Linked DNA regions of Mus musculus: region 1 is linked to region 2. The links are chromatin contacts, called in public promoter capture Hi-C maps. All regions are on one chromosome and are shown on one strand. Each heading gives the region's core, a stretch centred on a gene start, on an enhancer-like site or on the middle of the called end of the contact. The rest is flanking DNA. Distances are from core to core; before and after follow the strand shown. Region 1 holds the start of Hpgd (hydroxyprostaglandin dehydrogenase 15 (NAD)). Region 2 holds the start of Aga (aspartylglucosaminidase).

What was found. Promoter capture Hi-C pulls out the DNA fragments that hold promoters and counts their contacts.
Region 1: a contact with region 2 is called in a promoter capture Hi-C map of liver, with 7 times the contacts expected there. The contact joins the promoter of Hpgd here to the promoter of Aga in region 2.

The regions. Positions count from the first base shown.
Region 1 is chr8:56,292,860-56,296,134 of GRCm38.p6, forward strand. Hpgd (hydroxyprostaglandin dehydrogenase 15 (NAD)) reads left to right here and starts at 1,693. Exons shown (of 7, transcript NM_008278.2): 1 at 1,693-1,853; 2 at 2,080-2,203. The coding sequence starts at 1,761.
Region 2 is chr8:53,510,322-53,513,366 of GRCm38.p6, forward strand. It overlaps Aga (aspartylglucosaminidase), which reads left to right and starts at 1,381. Exons shown (of 9, transcript NM_001005847.2): 1 at 1,381-1,610. The coding sequence starts at 1,484.

The sequences.
Region 1 (3,275 bases), core at 443-2,942, 2.8 Mb after region 2:
AAAACCTTTTGCCAAATGTGGCGCTCATCTCCATCAAAGCTTTAGGGACCACTTGACTTTTGGAACGGTTCCTCTCTGTTGAGCGCTGCAAAGCCACTGCTCTTCAGACATCTTCACTCATAGTGCAGTAGCTGTTTTTGTTTTTTGTTTTGTTTGTTTTGCTTTGTTTTTCTAGCTTTGGGCAAATCCTTCCTGGTGAAGATGTGTTCTTTTTCTCAAGCCTTCAGCCCTGGCTTTCTGTTATTTGCCTGTCTTCTTCTTATTTGTCTCTGCTGTTCTCATTCAACATCAAGCCCTTACATACACCCACTGGTGAGTTTCAGTGACGAGTCCCACACCCAAATGTATACGGGTAGGACTAACTGAACTTAGCAGTTTACTTGGGAGAAAAAAAACAATAAGAGAGGAGGGGTTGTTCGGGCATCTGAGGAAACTTGGAGGGAGCAAGACATATTTCCTTGTATATGTGCATGAAATTCTCTAGAATAAAGAAAAAATTAAAATACAGTGCCTCTACTTCCCCTTCTCAGTACAATGCTGGATATAAATATGTTCCTATCTTCTCAGCATTTTTTTTCAAGATCTAGTTTCAAGGCAACTTTGAAACCAGTTGGCTTAACACCAACTCTGTATTTTCTGCAGCCTCTCCAAACACTTCCCTGAGGAACCGGGCACATTCACCAAGGCTTCCTTCACTAAGCAGGCAAAGTACACAAAGAACTCATTCTGCTGTTAATCTCGGGCTTCCCGCGTGCTCAGATGTCTTTGTGCCTGAAAATAAATGCCAATGAATTAAACTGACAGAACGCACTTTGAAGCCTGCCGCTGTGAACGTGAGAAAGGGACTTAGTCAGTGGACTCGTGTCCTGGCAAACAGTCACCCTGGCATAAAGTCAGGGCTCCAGTTCCTGCAGGTCTGGGGACCTCAATACCAAATCTGGATTACTGAGCCATAGGAGCCAAGGTGGTCCAGCAAGTAAACTTCCATCAAAATCACAATATGCAAGGCTACCACTGATGCTGGCATGACTAAGGACAGTTCAATATGACACACAATGGACACTGATCTGAGACAGAAACTCCAGGAAGATTCTTAAAACTCTGGCGTTGGAACACGATTCAGGTTTTGGGAGTCAGAGCAAAATTAAACTCTTGTGCTCACTGTTTGTACAAAACGTCAGTAAATAAAAGCGTTATCCTCACTCACCCCAAGCCCATAACTATATTTGTTTATGAAATGAGAAGTTATGAAAAAGCTTAACACACACACACACACGTGCACAGCAACGCCCCTTAAAATATTGTTTTTGATTCCTTCTTTTGCTTGCTTTTAATTTAATATTTATTGAGGCTGTGAGGAGAAATCCAAGTTTCCAAGCCTCTTCTCTTCTCTCCTGTAAGATTAACTTTTGAGTCGTTCAAGAAACTTTTCCAGAAAGTTTGTCTTCCTTCCTTTCAGCTTTTCCTCTCTTAGCTCACTGTGTTCATGCAGCCAGAGGCTTGGGGAAAATTCCTGCTGGGGAATCTGCAACAGCTGAAAGCCTAGAAGGCAAAGATCACCTTGTGCGCCGACCCTACCCTGGTGCTCAGGGGCAGGTGACACAATGTCGGTTTCCTAGGCGCTGGCTTGACAGTTTCATCCCCGCCCACTGGCAAGAGAGCTCCTAGGGCCGCTGCACACGCGCACGGAGTGGGCTATAAAAGCTGCTGCGGCGTCCAGACTCTGAGCTCGCCCACCACCCGCAGAGACGCGACCCGCCATGCACGTGAACGGCAAAGTGGCTCTGGTGACCGGCGCGGCACAGGGCATAGGCAAAGCCTTCGCTGAGGCTCTGCTGCTCCATGGCGCCAAGGTAAGGACTTCTCCGTGTCCACCCACACGCCGCCGGAGCCCCTGGGGTGCCGAGCCCCAGGCTCGCAAGCCGACCTCCAACGCTGCTGGCAGAGAACCCGAACTTGGATGAGCACATTCTGAGGTCTAAGAAGGGAGCGTCTTTTTTATCCATTGCTTGTGTGTCTGTGGCTTGGTGGCGGCTGTTTCCTTCATAGGAGACCCGCTCCCTCTTTTCTTGTTTGTAGGTAGCATTGGTGGATTGGAATCTTGAGGCAGGTGTAAAATGTAAAGCTGCCCTAGATGAGCAGTTCGAACCTCAGAAGACACTGTTCGTCCAGTGTGATGTGGCTGACCAGAAACAACTGAGAGGTAAGACGTTGGGGAATCAATCCATAGACTCGGGAACACACCTTGTGCAAGCAGCAACCTGACTGCCAGGTAGGAGCAGACAAGGCTGAGAGCCAGCAACGCTCTCTCACGGGAAGCTGTGACCTTCTAACTCCAATGGATAGTTTGAATTTCTGTGCTTCTTTCTGATAACCCAATGGACATAAAAAGTAAGACAGGACTGCCTAAGAAATCCTTCTGTTTTAGCCACTTGGCAGCACAGAATGTAATCAAATCTTTTGTGTATTCGAAGACAGTGCTGCTACAGTTAATTACCCAGTGAGGGGGACAGGCTGCGGAACTATGGCAAGCAGTTCTCAGAGAGCTGGAAGACTTCTCCAATAACAATCAAACTCAGCGTGCCTTTCGCTTAGACACTTCAGACGCCAAGTTCCAGGTCATGGTCACAGGCAAAGCAATTGCTTTTAGCCAGATCTTTGCTCGGTTTCCCCTCTAAGATGGCACTTAAAATAATAACTGTATGGCGTTAAATTTCTTCTTCTTTAGAATTAAAGAAGAAAAGGCTCTATCGCTTTTCCCCAATGTTTTCCTGTTTTTCTGTGGTCTCTTAAAATAGATCCATCTACTTGTGAAATGTCAGGAAGAATATTGTCATCAGCAATGCACACTGGCTGTATAGAGGGCTCAAAGGATTTCCCTAAAGATAATTTCTCCAGGAAAATATAGAAAAAAAAAAGATGTTTCAAAGGGCATTGTTCAAATAAACAAAGTAAATCGGTAGGCACCTTTTTAATCTGGAAGTCAGAATACAAACCCAACCTGCTCTACAGTGTCTATCAATGGAATCCTGAGATCTTAGGTTTCTTACATCTTAGAATATACCCTATGAATAAAAATGGACGGATCCATTAGAAGACAGTGGACCTAAGATAGGGGTAATTGGATTAAAGAGAACATCATTAACATCTGAAAATGCTAATCTGTCCGATAGTAGAGGTAGCCTTTATGAGTAGAAGAGATCTTTAAGAGAAGTCATAATAGAACATCCTTTGCCAGAGAATGGTTTTATTGATACTATATCATTTAGTTTCAA
Region 2 (3,045 bases), core at 131-2,630:
CTGCCTTGCTATCCTACCTCTGTGTGAGTCTAGGTTCTTTCAGCTGGAGAAATTATATTGCCCAAAACGAGCTTCAGGAACCATGACTAGTTTACCATGTATTATATTTTATAATTCTTGAAGGCATGTCTCGGTTCTTTGAACTTATAAATAACAACTCAGGTGCTATGGAAAATTAATTCCGAAGACAATAAGTGTTTTCCTTGCTTTCTTATTCCGTTTCATCCATCTTTCTCATCTCACCTAGCAAGAGCTTTATGCTCATTAGCACAGCACAAATAGTTTGGTCCTCCTCCAAAACCCCATAGAAGGATCATGTGTCGTTTCTTTTTAATTACACCTAACTTTTTAATAGCACTTGCCTGCCTGGGGATGATTCTAGGATATCTTATGCTGTTTAAATTGCAGATTCAGTTTCCGTGCAATGAGAACCTTGAAGACTCTCTAAGCCTCACAACTCTCACCTAGTTCATATTTTACCAGTCTGGATAGATTTATAGATGCTCTTTAAAATTATGCCTTCCTTGAGCTACATGGACAAGCATCCCAGAGTCCCAGTGGGATTACTGGTCCATGCTCACACATCTGCACAGCAACTGAATTATCAAAATGAGCAGCCGGTACCATGCATGTAAAGCTCCCATTTCTCCTTTTATTCAAACATTTATTTAGTACTTAATGGTGCCAGGCACAAAGATAAAATAAAATACCTTCAGAAAAGACTGGAATTAGACTTCTTGGCTGGAGGCAAGGAATCTGCACTTCAGTGGGCAATGTACAGGGTACGTTTCTGTTTGCCCAGCATGTCCTTTCCCTGCAGCTCAGGGATTTGTAACTAAAGGACGTCCTACAAAAACCTGTGGTGAAGAAAGGATGTAAAAGTCTGTGTCGAAAATGCCTCAAACAGCTAGGTCCTAAGCAAGAGCACTTCTCCTATACTCTATAGTCATTTTAAAAATTTAATGAAAGTCCAGGGTAGATTATAGATCGGGCTGGCTGTCTACCTTGAATTTGCAGTTAAGATGGCAAATGCATAAAACTCATATAATATCTTATCAGTTATCTGAGTTTTCAAGCATCGTGCGACTAGGGTAACATATTTTCATATTCATTTTCAATAAGGTCAATCTCCCTTTAAAAAATGGGCTAAGCACTAAAAGTACTAGTATTATATGTATGTATCTTTTCACAAAGAACTAAAAAGAGGTCGACAGACCAGACCACTAAAGAAACAGTATCAGATTTGTAAAAAGAAAAAAGAAAAAAAGGAAAAAAAGAAAAAAAGAAAGAAAAAAAAAAAAAAACCTTCACTGGGCCAATAGAAGGCCTCGTTGTCTCGCGAGAGTTGAGGAAGTTGGGGATGAGACTAAAGGGAATCACGAGTCTGCCTGAGTCTGAGCTGGTGGAGACCTTTCTCGCGCTGGCCGGCTGGGCGCGCGGCCGGCGGGGACTTTTTTCACGCTGCTCGGCGGGTCACTCAGCTATGGAGCGGAAGTCGAATCTGTCTCTGCTTCTCCTACTGCTGGTCCTGGGCATGCCCCTGGTGCGGGGCTCCAGCCCTCTGCCCCTGGTCGTCAACACTTGGCCTTTTAAGAATGCCACTGAAGCAGGTGGGGAGCGGCAGCCCGGGGCGGGTGGCTGCACTGTGTGAGCTCCTCTGCAGGAAGCTGCACTCAGTCCCTAAGGTTGCAGGAGGGAACCCGCTGCAGAAGGCCGAGCCTCCTCTCCTTCCTGCATCTCTGACTTTACACCAGACCCTCTCCATCTTCCCTGCCCCTGCTGCATTTTAGGATCTGGTGTATTGTTCTGCTTCCTGCACCACCTTGTCTGACCTCTAACATTGGGCCTCTTAGCTATACTTGTACAGGGTCACCTGCCTCACTTTTTGTGGCAGTCTTTTGCCACAAAGTTTTTCCTCCACTCTACACTTCTTGTGATAGCCTCCTTCCTGTTTCTCCATTATCTTCTGGATTCCAGTTTAGGAAACAATTGATAATTTCCTACGGATGCATATGTATTTGATCAATGTTTGTGACGCTGCCCTTATCACTTATACATTCAAATTATCTTCAGTGTTTCTTGGGATTGTACCTTATTGCCCCCAACCTTGACACCCTTGAGACTGCTATCACATTAAATGTTCGTGGACACTGTTGGATCCAGAATCCAGTGCAGAAAAAATCTGTATGTTATCGGGGATGTGTGGGAAGCAGAGTTAGTGAGAAATCAGACCAAGAAAGAGACCTCCTAACAATAACCAAACAAAGAAATTCCACCTTTATATGCATGGTATGATTCTGTGAAAGTTACTAGTATTGAAGTTGGGGAGGGGAGACTTCTTAAAACCAACATCCATGGAATTATAAGTAAAACGTCTTTCCTTTCAATACCTACCCACTCGATACTCAAAGAACACCACAAAACACAAACAAGAAACGTGGACACCTTAGAGAAATGCCTTTTTGAAACTGGGCAACTTCTGAAATATACTGTGTGGCCTTGAATGAATTACTTCATCCATGTCTGTGCTTTTCTTCTGAAAATGAGAATTATAATTATAAAATATTATCTCAGAAGCTGCATGAAGGTGAGATTAATTCACCCACATGAAGTCATTTGCCACTGTAATACTCTGCTGAGGCTTGCTGGGATACTTGTTCTCATTGAGAGTGTGAAATATGCATATTTTAGTAATCTAATGAGTGACATATGCCTGTAATTTCAGCTCTCAGGTAGCTGTGGTAGGAAGACCCAGACTTGTAGACATGCCTAGACTTGTACATGGATTTTCATTTGGGCTTAGGGCTAGATGGCAAGACCCTAGCTCACAAGATGAGAAAAACAGAAATGAAGAAATGTTAAGCTGTAATTCAAAATACTTTAAAGTTCAACTGTCTCCAAATAGTTTCAGTTATCTCTCTTAAAGATGGCATATTTTTTACACAGAGAAAAATAGTTACTGATAAGTTTTTTAAATAGTTTCCACTAAGAGCCAACCTCTTTGAATTCTTTATAGTAAGGAGTCATATACTTTGGTCTGTATCA